2 separate regions of the Sus scrofa genome follow, and region 1 is linked to region 2. The links are chromatin contacts, called in public Hi-C maps. All regions are on one chromosome and are shown on one strand. Each heading gives the region's core, a stretch centred on a gene start, on an enhancer-like site or on the middle of the called end of the contact. The rest is flanking DNA. Distances are from core to core; before and after follow the strand shown.

Region 1 (7,258 bases), core at 1,560-4,059, 54 kb after region 2:
AAGGTCCAGGGGAGCGAGGGGCAGGGGTGGTGGCGGAGGAAAGGGGACACCAAAGCCTGAGGCTCCTTTCCTGGGCTTGCCAAGCTCTGAGACCGTGCAGCTCCTCAGGAAGTGGGCTGCTCCTTTAGATGGAAAAAAAATGTCCCAGATAGCACTAGGGCCTCTGTAGGGGACAGGCCGGGGGCGGGGGAATGGGGGGGGCCCCTTAGACCAGGGGCTGCAACTCCCCAACTGAATGCCTATGGCACTTGCTGAAGGATGTGCCAGAGCCCCACCAGGGAGAGCCTGGCTACTGGCCCTGCTAACAGCTAAGAAACCTGAGGCACAGAGAGAAAAGGCACTATTTCAAGGCCACAAAAGAGCTGAGGAGCTGAGATCAGAACAAAGGACTAGGGGTTCCCAAGGTTGCGGGTTTGATCCCCAGCCTCACTCAGTAGGTTAAGGACCCGGCATTGCCATGAGTTGTGGTGTAAGTCGCAGACTCAGCTCAGATCTGGCATTGCTGTGGCTGTGGTGTAGGCCGACAGCAACAGCTCTGATTAGACCCCTAGCCTGGGAACCTCCATATGCCGCAGGTGTGGCCCTAAAAAGACAAAAAACTGAAAAAAAGAACTAAGGACTAGAGAGTTCCTGTTGTGGCTCAGCCGATTAAGACCCCAGCATAGTGTGCATGAGGTTGCAGGTTCAATCCCTGGCCTCATTCAGTGGGTTAAGGATCCAGCGTTGCTGTGACCTGTGGCGTAAGCCGCAGATGCAGCTCGGATCCTGAGTGCTGTGGCTGTGGTGTAGGCTGGCAGTTGCAGGTATGATCTGACCCCTAGGCTGGGAACCTCCATATACCACGGATGCTGCCATAAAAAGAAAAGAAAAGAAAAGAAATAAAAAAAAAAAAAAAAAAGAGCTCGGGACTCTTCTATTTCCCTGAACTGCTCCTCTTCTGGGTACCTGCTCCTCTTCTGCTCCTCTTCTGGCTAAGGGGGCCTCTTCAGGCATCCTCCCCATTCCCGTGCCCCTACCCACGCTTCCTTCACAGGGTCCTCTCTGGGCCCCAAAGTAACCGAACCTGACGGGCTCTGGCAGGGAAGAGAGGCCTGGGGACTGGCCTGAGCTGGGAAGACTGGGAGGGAGACAGCCTCGGGGACAGAGGGAGGAGTAGAGGCTCTTCTGTGGCCTGTCCCCAAAGACCCACTGCAGCCAGGCAGGGGATGCGATAAAAGCCCTCAGAACCAGAGGGAATCCTGGTTCTGGGACATATAGTGACTCTGGCTCTGGAACACAAGACCAATGGAGGCAGAAAGCAAGGTGTTTTGGAAAGGTTTGGGGGCCCAGGTTGTGGAGAGAGAGGACCTAGCAGGGCTCTAGGTCCCCTGGGAAGGGGAAGTGACCGGGCCTAGGAGAACTGGCGGTGCACTCTGAAGGAGGGAGAAGCTGCCCAAAGCCACAGGAGGGCATCCAGGCAGAGAGAGCAAGATGACCCGAGGACAGACAGGTGGCCCAGAACCAGAAAGAGGAGGGTGCTCTGAGTGTGCCCAGAAAAAAGGGTAACGCTGCAGGCCCACACAAAGCAAGAGGACAGAGTGAAAGAGAAGTGTGTGGAGAAAGAGAAACATCCCCAAGAGAGAGCCTACAGTGCAAGGCCAGAGGTGGCACAGAGGGAGAATGAGGAGGGCACGCAGGTGAAGGGGGCAGGAGAGAGAGCAGGAGGTGAGCCAGGCGAGGGAAGCATCCACTTGAGGAGCAGAGCGCCTTGAGGGCGATGGCTCAGGAAAGAGCACCCTTACATGGCAACAGATGGCAGAGACCAAGGATGAAGAGCAGAAACCTGAAGGAAAGGGCATGGAAGGCTCGGGGGCTGGCCGAAGAAACGGCCCAGGCCAGAGAGCGGGAAAAGAAGCAGCACAGGCCCAGAAGAGAGGAGGAGGACGCTCAGGGAAAGTGGTACCTGCCTGGACTAGGGGAAACAGTGGGTACCGGTGAAGCTGGGAGAAGTGGCGGACTCGAGAAAGTGGGGCAGCATTCGATGGCAGAGTAGAGGTGGCACGGGCCAGGCTGGTTAAGAGCGCTCAAGGTGGGGAAAGAGCAGGGCGAAAGAGACAAGACGAGGATGGACTGGCCTGAGGCCCTCAGCAGTGGCTCGAGTCCGGAGAGAGGGCAGCGCAGGATGGCAAAAACCAGGCCAGTTCAAGTGGCTCAGGACTGGAAGAGGGGAGCTCCAGGTGGGTGGGATGGGAAAAGGACTCAGCACGGGATGATAAAGGACCGGGGCAGCATCGACGGTGCAGACCACGACTGGCAAGGGTGACTCTGGACTGGGAGGGAGGGTGCTCGAGGCAGCGCAGACCCAGGGCGGATCGGAGCCCGGGCGGGGGCGCTGACCTGGTGCAGGGCGCTGATGCCGTCGGCGTTGGTGGAGTCGAGCACGGCGCGGGCTGGCGGCGGGGCGGAGGGGTCCAGCTCGGCGTCAGGGTCGGGGTCGGCCGCGCGCAGCATCAAGCGCGCCTCGTCCAGGTCGCCACCCGCGCAGGCCGCCAGAAACTCGGCGGCGCGCTCGAAGCGCACGGTACGGGCGCGCCGTTCCCCGGGGCCCGGCTCGGCGCCTGCCCGCGCCCCCCACTGCCGCAACTGCTCCCGCCGCCGCTCACGGGCTGCCGCCGCCGCCGCCCCCGGGCCCGCCCCTGGGCCATCCTCGCCCGACATCGCGCCGCCCGCTCGCCCGCCAGGTAAGAAGCGAGCGAGCGAGCGAGCGAGCGACCAGCTCCGAGGCGTCGCCGACGCCCGCCCTCCTCCGGGCCGCCGGGAATTGCGTCCCGCCCCGCGCCGCCAGAGGATCTACCGGTCCCCGCCCGGCACGTGACGTCACCACGCCGACTCGGGGCCCGCTGGGAAATGGAGTCCACAGGCTGGAGAGGCAACCGGCAACCGCCTGAGGGCGGACCGCGGGGAACTCTGGGAAGTGGAGTCCATAAACGGAAATGGATCTCTGCAATAGTCCCGCCCCGAGGCACACTGGGAAATTCGCAGCTCCGCGGTGTCAAAAGGAAATCTGATTGGCGTGCTGGGAAGTGGAGTCTACAGGCGGGAGGTCGGCCCCAGGGCATGCAGGAAATGCCGTTCGCAGCATCCAGGTGACGAAGGGCTGGCCCCCGGGGACCTACTAGGAAATGGACTCGACAACCCGAAAAGTACAGAAGTTTTCCGTTTTCCCCTTTTTCATGTCATGTACTTTATTTACTTTGGGTTTGTCGCGCCCTTCAACAAGAAATAAGCCCCAGGAAGACCGGGATTTTTGTGTTGTGTGCTTTCCTTGTTCCCAGTACCTAGTAGAACGCGATCGGAAATAGTTTTTTGAATGAATGAATGAATGAGAGAACGGATTCTCTAGGTCGTGGGAAACACCAGGATACTATGGGAAATTGAGTCCGCAACCCTTGGATCATCAAGAAAATTGCAAGCCTTCCTGGGTGACCGCCCAGGGCATGCTGGGAAATTATGTATGCGGTACAAAGGTCATGACAATGGGCCGCTGGTCGCGCTGGGAAATGTAGTCCTAGGCAGAGCCCCCAAACACCCCAAGAAATAAGATTCGAGGGCAAGATAAGTCCAGAGTCCCCGAGTAACCCCTGGATCACATCGGGAAGGGAACCTGCGAGGTAGGATCCACAAATGAAAATGCCCGCAGAGCCTTAAACTGGCCCTCTCTGCCATTGCAATCACCCTGAGGCGTGGAGCACGCTGGGAAGTGTAGGCCGGGCTCTATATCCTCGCAAGCAATGCTGGGATTTGTAGTCCAGATGAGGCGTTCTAGTTGATGTGGCGGGCTAGTACGTAGCACCATAAAGCAAGAAATGAACCTTAGCTTGCGTGTTCGATTCCAGGCCTTGCTCAGTGGATTGAGGATCCGGCGTTGCCGTGAGCTGTGGTGCAGGTCGCAGACGCAGCTCGGACCCTGAGTTGTTATGGCTGTGGGGTAGGCCAGCAGCTCCCATTCAACCCCTAGCCTGGGAACTTACATATGCTGAAGGTGGGGACCTAAAGAGCAAAAGGAAAAGAAAAAAGAAAAAAGAAAACTATCCCCGTCTTAAGTACCTTGCACCTGAATCCTCATTGGGAAAGAGGTACGCACTTTGAGACCCGAACAAAGACCCCTAAAAATCGCAAAGAAAAGTGCTGAAATGCAGACACAGGCGAGATTCTTTTTCTTCCAAGGAATGTCAGAGCAGCCTACATACAGGCTCTGAGGTCCTTGGGGGTGGGTTGGGGGGACTGTGCAAAGAAATAAACTGCAAATCCATCCCATGAGATCTGGAGACCGTGGGGATGGGCACGAAGGGGATCCAGTCCTGGGAGCTCTTGGGATGTTGAGTCCCACTCAACCTACACACCCAGGGAGATTAATCATCCATCTGTGGTTATGTATATTTCTGTGCCTGCGCGAAACGGTGATTTTTGGGTGTTTTGTGATCGCGTCTGCAGTTGAATGCAACCTGATTTGGGTGCTCGTGTTTATGGTGTCTGTAAGCTTTGGTGTAGAGCGTCTATCTGTTTGCGGCCTTTATTCATTTGGGAGACATAATATGGAATTTCCACTTAACCCCCACAACCTACGATGGGATGTGTTCCCACCACAAGCTCTATTGGCAATCTTTACTTCTGACGGCTATATTTAGACTTTTCACCTCTTTATGACAAATGGTTAATACCAGCTCTGATTTAGCCAGGCCCGGGTTTGAGTCTTGACTCCACCCACTTCCTAGCTCTGGGACCTGGGCTAGCTCTCTTCCTCTCTGCCTCTTGAGTTGTGGAGCTGCTGTACATGCCTTTCTCACAGGCAGGCGCTGTTGGCTCTGTACAGGCATTTTCATATTCCACTCGTTAAATTCTCTTCTGCACGTCTCTTTTCCTTGGTGAAGGCTTTTTCACTGCTCAAGCCTGCTGTTTTCTCTGAATGCTAACACTGGAATTTTGATGCTTAACCTTGGAACCTCAGGCCCTCCTCAGGCTGATGAAAATAACCTCAGAAAGATTAGAAGGGACTGGTCCCTCTTCCCCTGCGACAGGCAGAAAGACAAACACTCCTCTGCATCATAAAGACAGTTCAAATAAAGGGATGTGCTGAGAACATTTACAAAGTATCAAGCTGACTCCCTCCCGTCCTCCTAAGAAAAATGAGGTGGCATATTAGAAGTCAGTTCTTATTTCAGTTACTTCAGCTGTCCTTGGAAGAGTTATTTACACAAAAGAACCCGCCTCCCTTTTATTTTTGGCTTTTTTTTAGGGCTGCACCTGGGGCACATGGAGGTTCCCAGGCTAGGGGTCAAATCAGAGCTGTAGCCGCTGGCCTATGCCACAGCCACGGCAACGCAGGATCCAAGCCGCTTCTGCCACCTACACCACAGCTCACGGCAACCCCAGATCCTTAACCCACTGATCGAATCCATGGATCGAACCCACACCCTCGTGGATGCTAGTTAGGTTCATCAACTACTTAAGCCATGATAGGAACTCCCTTCAGCCAGGTTCTTAACCCACTGCACCACAGTAGGAACTCCAAGAGATGTTTAATATATAAATAAACATGTTAGTGCAGGACTTCTGCTTGGAAAACTCTGACTCCCCATTCCTTCCAGCCAGAGCTGTGTTCCCACAACTGGACCCCCTCTATTAGAGCTCAGATCACACTGTGGTGACTGTGTCTGTCTCCCACATTGGACTATAAGTTTCCTGATGGCCAAACTTGGGTCTGCTTCAGGTCTGTGTCCCTGGCATCTCCCAGCACAAGACTTGGCCCAGAAGGCCTTGGGACATATTTGTTGAATGAGTGACTGTAGATGGCTGCCTGCAACATGCTTCTCCAACTCCTAACCTCCTACTCATTCTTCAAAACCCCAACGCAAATGCCCCCTCTTCCAGAAGAACCACACTGACTATTCAAGGCAGAGTCTTCACTCTCTCCTGGGTACCTTCTGATTCAACTGGGACAGTGTCCAGGGGTGTCTCCTCTATCTGACCTGGAGTTTCCTGAGGGCCTGAATCTTTTTTTTTTTTTTTTAAGGGCTGCACCCACAGCACATGGAGGTTCCCAGGCTAGGGGTCCAGTCGGAGCTGTAGCCACTGGCCTACACTACACCACAGCCACAGCAACTCAGATCTGAGCCACACCTGCGACCTACATCACAGCTCATGGCAACACCAGATCCTTAACCCACTGAGGGAGGCCAGGGATCGAACCCTCGCACTCATGGATGCTGGGTGTGTTAGTTAACCGCTGAGCCATCACCAGGAATACCGCCTCTGCTGCTGCCCACCCCCCCCGAGCCCCAGGGGGAAAAAAAAGAAATTTTACACTTAAGAGACTCATACTATGAAAGACATCCCATGGCTGACCTACTTGTGACTCTGCACACTAAAATTTGACATTAATTTGTCACTGAGCGGCCCCTCCCATGGACGAACTGGACATGTTTTAGTCTGGCTGGGTTTTGCGTTCCCATAGCGAAAAACCTGCCGTTTCGAAGTGTGTAATTCAGTGGGGATTTTCAGCCCGTTCACAAAGTTGTGCAGGCATTACTATTCGCTGATTCCAGAACATTTCACCACCCCCAAAAGAAACACAATTCCTTCTAGCTATCACCTCCCATCCCCCCAAGCCACTCCTTCCTGTCTCTAGGGATTTGCCATCTGGACATTTCCCATCGTGGGAATCACCTGGTGCGTGGCCTTGTGTGTCCAGCTGCCGTCATTCAGCACGATTTGGAGACTGAGCTGCGGTGCTTTGTAGCCCTTCATCCATGGACGGGCTTGTGGGTTCTTTCCACTTCTTGGCTCTGGCACTGATGCTGCTGCCAAGGTTAGGTTTCGGGAGGACATAATCTCAGTTCTCGTGGGTGGCTGGGTTCTGCGGTCTCTCTACGTTTAACTTTTTGAGGAACTCCCAGACGGCCTTCCACAGAGGCGACACCACGTTAGGTCCCCAGCCCCTGTGTGTGTTCCCACTGCGGGGAAGCATCGCCCGAGAGCGGCGGCCCCGCCCTTGACTGGGGGGCCCGCGCATTAAGAAGAGGCAAGGAACTCAGCAGGTGCCAGGAGTGGAGCATTTATTTCAAGCCCCAGGTGGGACACACACTGCAACGGCGGCTCCTCGGTGCTCAGGGTGGGCGAGCGCCCACCTGCTCACTTCCAGCGGCCTCCGACGCGGCCTTTCCCGGCCCCCTTCCGGCTGGAGGAGGAGGAGGGGTATCAGGCAGGAGGACCTCCTCGG
Region 2 (7,115 bases), core at 2,937-5,436:
CAATGGAATATGACTCAGCCATTAAAAAGAACCAAATACCAGCATTTTTTGCAACATGGATGGACTTAGAAATTATCATGCTAAGTGAAGTCAGTCAGACAGTGAGACACCAACATCATATGCTATTGCTCATATGTGAAATCTATAAAAAGGATACAATGAATGTTTCTGCAAAACAGATACTGACTCACAGACTTTAAAAAACTTAGGGTTTCCAAAGGGGACAGATTGGGGGGTGGGGGGATGCACTGAGGGTTTAGGGTGGAAATGCTGTAAAATTGGGTTGTGATGATCTCTGTGCACCTATAAATATAACAAAATTCACTGAGTTAAAAAATAAAAATAAGGAGTTACTGTTGTTGCGCAGCGGAAAAGAATCCGACTAGGACCCGTGAGGATGAGGCCTTGATCAGTGGGTTAAGGACCCGGAATTGCCATGAGTTGTGGTGTAGGTCACAGATGCGGCTCAGATCTGGCGTGGCTGTGGCTGTGGTGTAGGCTGGCAGCTGCAGCTCCACTTGGACCCCTAGCCTGGGAACCTCCATATGCTGCAGGTGCAGCCCTAAAGACACAAAAAGACAAAAATAAAAATAATAAAATAAAAATTAACAGCCATACTTTTCCACTCTAAGACATTCAATTTTCCTTCTTTCTTTCTTTTTCTTTTTTTTTGGTCTTTTTAAGGCCACACTCACGGCATATGGAGATTCCCAGGCTAGGGGTCGAATCAGAGCTGAACCACGGCCACAGAAACGCCAGATCCGAGCTGCATCTGTGACCTACACCACAGCTCACGGCAATGCCACATCCTTCACCCACTGAGCGAGGCCAGGGATCGAACCTGTGTCCTCATGGATGCCCATCAGATTCGTTTCCCCTGAGCCACAATCGGAACTCCTCGATTTTCTCTCATTCTTCCCATGCTGGCACTTGCTTTTTACCTTGTTCAGAACTGAAAGACCACAGTATGAATGAAAATAAAAACAGTTCCCACTGTGGCACAGGGGGTTAATGATCCAGTTCATCTCTATGGAGCCCTGGCCCAGCTCAGTGGGTTAAGAATCCAGTGGATTTGTTGGATTGCAAAGGATTGCTGCAGCTGTGGTACAGGTCACAGTTAGATTCGATCCCCGGCCTGGAAACTTCTATACAGCACCGGTGCAGGTGCAGCCTGGAGGGGTGGGAGACGCATTCTATCTGGAGTTCTCACTGGGACATAGTGGGTTCTGTCTCTGGCCTCCCCTGGTGGGTTAAGGATCCCTCATTGCTGTGGGATAGGTCACAGATGCAGCTTGGATCCGGTATTGCCATGGCTGTTGTGGGGCCTCAGCTGTTGCTCTGATTCCACCCCTAACTGGAGAACTTCCAGATGTCACAGGTGTGGCCATAAAATTTTTTTTTTTTAATTACAGTCCCAGGTTTTTGGTGGTTTTTTTAAGGGCCGCACCCACAGCATATGGAAGGTCCCAGGCTAGGAGTCTAATCCGAGCTGGAGCTGCCCCGCTAAGCCACAGCCACAGCAATGTGAGATCTGAGGGACCTACACACCGCAGCTCACAGTAATGCCAGATCCCCGACCCACTGAGGGAGGCCAGGGATCGAACCTGCACCCTCCTGGATACTAGTCGGATTCGTTTCTACAACAGGAACTCCAAATTATTTTTTAATTTAAAAAAAAAATAAAAAATAAAATAAAAACAGCAGCCCATGAATTTTATTACAGGGAAAAAACTATTTTCATGTTTCTAGAGCTTTCAAAAAAAGGTAGTTAATATTTACAAAGCAGCTGCTGTATAGCCCTGGGAACTATGTGTGGTCACGTGTGATGGAGGAGGATAACATGAGCAAAAAGAATGGATCCATGTATGTGTGACTGGGTCACCTTGCTGTGCCGCAGAAAGTGTGCAGAACACTGTAAATCAGCTATAATGGAAAAAATAAAAATCATTATAAAATATGTATATATGTTTACAAAGCAGGAGTTTCATGCTTATAAATAACAAGATACCAGCCAACAAAACCAAAAATAAAGACTTTCTCAGAGCAGGAGGAACAAGTTCAAAATGAAGCCTCATCATCAAGCAGATAAACAAACCCAAAGTCATTATGCAAAGAGATTTACAGTCCATCCTTCCTTCCCTTAAGGGGAAAAAAAAAAAAGGTATTTCAATATTGCCATTATTTTCTGGCCTCCCAGCCGATCTCGCGTGTCACTGCAGTAAATTACATGTTGCTAATCCCGAGCACTTACCATGAGCTCTACCCGCTTAACAAATTTTTAAGTGTACAATATGATACTCCACCGTTACTGCAAGCACGACACAGTCATACTTGAAGTGCTCAAGTCATAATAAACAGGACAAATGTAAAATTTTCAGCATCACAGAAACTTCTACCCAACCGTGCTGCCATAGAATATTTGGCAGCTGTTTTTTGGAGGTTTCGAGGTTTTTTAAATTGAAGTTGATATACAAAATGATACAAGATACAAGCACAGTTTTTTTTAACTTTTTTTTTTTTTTTTTTTTTTTTTTTGGTCTTTTTAGGGCCACACTGGCGGCACATGGAGGTTCCCAGGCTAGGGTCCCATCAGAGTTGCAGCTGACCACCTACACCACAGCTCACAGCAACACGGGATCCTTAACCCACTGAGCGAGGCCAGGGATCGATCGGCATCCTCGGGGATACTAATGAGATTCCTTCACCACTGAGCCATGACAGGAACTCCAGTGATTTACAATTCTTAAAGGTTATATGCGGAGTTCCCGTCGTGGCGCAGTGGTTAACGAATCCGACTAGGAACCATGAGGTTGCGGGTTCGGTCCCTGCCCTTGCTCAGTGGGTTAACGATCCGGTGTTGCCGTGAGCTGTGGTGTAGGTTGCAGATGCGGCTCGGATCCTGCGTTGCTGTGGCTCTGGCGTAGGCCGGTGGCTACAGCTCCGATTCAACCCCTAGCCTGGGAACCTCCATATGCCGCGGGAGCGGCCCAAGAAATAGCAATAGCAACAACAACAACAACAAAAAGCTTATATGCCATTTACACTTAAAAATATGTGCTATATCCCCCATGTTGTACAAAGTATCTTTGTCGTTTATTTTATACCCAAGAGTTTGGACTTGTTAATTCCTTGTTTTGTCTTTTTTTTTTTTTTTTAAGCGAATTAGCCTAGAAACGACCAGAAAGCACCACAGTATGTGTATAACTCATACAATACAATCTTTTCATTTACTGAGTGTAAAACTAATTTGTTTCTCGAATTCCGGATATTCAGAGCTTAGGTGGAATACACTTTCCTTTTATCTGGGCCAGGACGTGACTTCTAGGAAGTGTTCAATAAGTATTTGCTGAATGAATTAATTAATCCATTAAAAGCCCGGAAGCAACCAGACCAAAATGTTTACCAAGGCCGAGACCCACCCCTTTCTCTGGGTGACCTTGGGACGTGACCTGCCCTCTCGGAGCCCAGGGTGTCCTGCATTCCCCCGGCCCACCGCGGGACAGGTGAGCTGAAGGACTCCAGGGTCGGGGAGAGGTTGGCGAGCTCCACCCAGCCTTGAGCTCGCCCACCTGCTCACCGTTCCCGCGCCCGCGGGGCCCGCACCTACTCACTTGAGCAGCACGGCGCCACCCACCGCCGTGCCCAGCACGGACAGCGGCAGAATGTAGCGGTTCATGCCGGGTGGAGCCGGGGTCCAACCGCAGCAGCCCGCAGACCCTCAACCGCAGCAGGTGCTAGGGGCTCGCCGCCTGGGATACACGTGGGGCAGGGCGGGCGCGGCTGCAACACGCAGCTTCCGGAAAGGGGCAGGGGGCGGGGCTTCCAGGGGAGCGACCAATGGGGACGGGCTGCGAGCGCAGCTACAGCTGGGAATGGTCGTTTCGGGAGCCCGGGGCGGGGCCGGATCAGGGGGCGTGGCCAATGTCTCTGGAAAGGGGTTGAGGGGCGGGGCCCACGCGCGGGTCCCCCAAAGTTATGCTCTTCCTGCTGCAATGCGCGGCGCAGTTCTGGAGGGACCCCCCGGATCCCAATCATACAGCTGCCGCATCCGGATGCAATCCTCCTTATGTCTTTCCAATATATCAGCCTGTTTCCTCATCTAAAAATATATATTCCTGGAGTTCCCGTCGTGGCTCAGCGGTTAAGGAATCTGACTAGCATCCAGGAGGTCGCAGGTTCGATCCCTGGCCTCGCTCAGTGGGTTAAGGACCCGCCGTTGCCGTGAGCTGTGGTGTAGGTCGCAGACCCGGCTCGGATCCTGCATTGCTGTGCCTGTGGCATAGGCCAACAGCTACAGCTCTGATTCAACCCCTAACCTGGGAACCTCCACATGCCACAGGTGTGGCCCTAAAAAATAAAAATTTTTAAAAAAGGATAAAAATATGTATTCCTTACAAACTACTATGTATGAAATAAACAAGCTACGAGAATATATTATACAGCTCAGGAACTATAGCCAGAATTTTATAACAACTTTAAATGGAATATAATCTATAAAACATTTCAGAGTGCCTGTTGTGGCTCAGCAGGTTAAGAACCCAACATAGTGTCTGTGAGGATGCGGGTTCGATCCCTGGCCTCGCTCAGTGGGTTAGGGAATCTGGCATTGCTCCAAGCTGAGTGCAGGTCAGATGCCGCTGGGACAAGCGTGTTGGTGTGGCTGTGGTGTAGGCTGGCAGCTGCAGCTCCGATTCCACCCCTAGCCCAGGAACTTCTATATGCTGCAGGTGCGACCTTAAAAAAAAAAAAAAAAAAAAAGGTTGAATCACTATTTTGTACACCTGAAGCTAATATAATATTGTATACCAACTATACACCTCAATAAATGTACATATGTATTCCTTGTAGCCTTTATGGGAGAATTTGATCATTTCAATGCTCGGAATCCAAGACCTACTAATCTGAAGGGGGTACCTAAACTCTTGGGGTCCTGGGGGAGGAGGCCATGGGAGAGCGTGCTCTGGGTCTGAAAGAGGAGGGAGCTGGGGTTCTGGACTCCCTAGGGCTGAGGGAGGAGAGGCTTGACCAGACTCCTGGGTCTGAGGAGGGGGCCACCCTGATTCAAAATGACCTCATCTTAACAAATTACATCTGCAACGACCCTATTTCCAAATAAGGTCACATTCCGGGGTCTATTGCAGATGAGGATTTCAACATATAACTATGTGGGGAGAGAGGGGAGAGGCCATTCAACCATCCCACTCATAATACCCAGAAGCTGGAAGCAACTCAAGAGCCATCAACAGCTGATGGAGTAAGTAACTGATAGTAAATCCATGCAATGGACTCTTACTTAATAGAAAGGAATGAATGGAGTTCCTGCCGTGGCTCGGCCGGTTAAGAGCCCGCCTAGTCTCCATGAGGATGCGGGTTTGATCCCTGGCCTCAATCCGTGGGTGAAGGATCCAGCGTTGCTGCAAGCTGAGGCGTAGGTCGAAGGTGCGGCCCAGATCTGGCTTTGCTGTGGCATGGGCCGGCAGCTACAGCTCAGATTCAACCCCTAGCCTGGAAGAGACTTGCATAAGCTGCAGCTGAGGCTCTAGGGAGGGAAGGAGGGAGGAAGAAAGAAAAAGGAATGAACCACTGGTACTTGCACAGTATGTATGATTCCAGTTACATGACAGTCTAGGAAAGGCAAAACCATATTAGAGCATGAAGACCAGTGGTTACCAAGGGCAGAGGGGCCGGGGGAGGCAGGTGGGGGAGTGATTACTGCAAAGGGAACTTCATGGGGGGATTTGGCAATAGTCTCTGCCTTAATCACACTGGGGTCTGTATATACGACTGCATACACTTGTCAAATCTCATCAGCATATTCACCTAAAAATACTGAATTTTGGAGTTCCCTGGTGGTTCAGTGGGTTAAGGATCTGGTGTTGTCATTGCTATGACTCAGGTTGCTGCTGTAGTGTGGGTTCCATGCCTGGCCCAGGAATTTCCACAAGTGGCAGAAGTGGCCAAATAAAAAAAATTTTTTTTAAATAAAGCATGAATCTTAGGGAGTTCCCACTGTGGCTCAGTGGGCTAAGAAGCTGATATCGTGTCCTTGAGGATGTGGGTTTGATCCCTGGCCTTGCTTAGTGGGTTAAGCATCCAGCAATGCCACAAGCTGCAGCATGGGGCTCAGATCCGGTGTTGTGGCTGTGATATAGCCCTCAGGTGTAACTCCCATTTGAACCCTAGCCCAGGAACCTCCATCTGCTGCAGGTGCAGCCATAAAAAGGAAAAAAAAGTGAATTTTATTGCATGTAAATTGTACTTCAAGAAAGCTGATGAAAAAGAAAACAACGCTGAAAAGACTTTAGTGATTTTGTTTTGAAAATTATTTGACCACAGATAAGCTGATTTGATTGGATCGGGTTTGTCAACGATCAAGACACATACCTGAGAATACTTATGAAATGACAGATATCTGACTAATAAATTGTCTCCAATGTCCCATGAGGTTTTCTTTTTTCTTTTCTTTTTTTCTGTCTTTTTAGAGCCACACTGGCCATTCCCAGGCTAGGGGTCCAATCGGATCTGTTGCTGCCGGCCTACGCCAGAGCCACAGCAATGCAGGATCCGAGCTGGGTCTGTGACCTACACCACAGCTCATGGCAACGCCAGATCCTTAACCCACTGAGTGAGGCCAGGGATCGAACCTGCGACCTCATGGATACTAGTTGGGTTTGTAACCGCTGCACCACGACAGGAGCTCCTCTTTTTTCTTGTTAAAACAAGACAAGACATGCTCTATTCAGTTAAAGCTGGTGAGTGTGGGTGGGAGGTGGCAGCAGTGTTGGGGGCTGGAGATGAAAGGGTCAGAGATCAGCACAACAGGACCTGGGTCAGGATGGAGAAATCCGAGGTCAGGAGTCTTGGAGGTGGGCAGTTTATCATCTCCTCTCCTTGGGGCTACGTGAGGTTCTGGGGGCTCCAGACGTCTGACCAGCAAGGAAAGGCTTGTCCTGCGAGCTCAGGGAGGCCCTGCCTCCAGCGACAGCATGAAAGCAGGTGACAGGACAAAAGCAGCTGGACAGCAAGTTCCAGGCTGGTCTCTAGGATGGGGATGTCCAGGATGAAGAAAGATCCAGAAACTCTGATGCATCATCTCGTGGCTCCAGCAACCAGAG

The links. Hi-C and Micro-C count contacts between places; a contact is called where the count stands out from the background.
Region 1: a contact with region 2 is called in a Hi-C map of liver, with 3 times the contacts expected there. The contact joins the promoter of PPP1R12C here to the promoter of RDH13 in region 2. A contact is called at or near these places in 5 of 47 Hi-C or Micro-C datasets (heart right ventricle, liver and skeletal muscle) and 1 of 2 datasets of contacts at active chromatin or transcription factors (alveolar macrophages).

Annotation. Positions count from the first base shown.
Region 1 is chr6:59,344,368-59,351,625 of Sscrofa11.1, forward strand. PPP1R12C (protein phosphatase 1 regulatory subunit 12C) reads right to left here and starts at 2,810. Exons shown (of 20, transcript XR_002344812.1): 1 at 2,377-2,810. It overlaps TNNT1 (troponin T1, slow skeletal type), which reads right to left. Exons shown (of 13, transcript NM_213748.2): 13 at 7,109-7,216. The coding sequence ends at 7,171.
Region 2 is chr6:59,288,953-59,296,067 of Sscrofa11.1, forward strand. RDH13 (retinol dehydrogenase 13) reads right to left here and starts at 4,187. Exons shown (of 7, transcript XM_021094989.1): 1 at 3,612-4,187. The coding sequence starts at 3,676.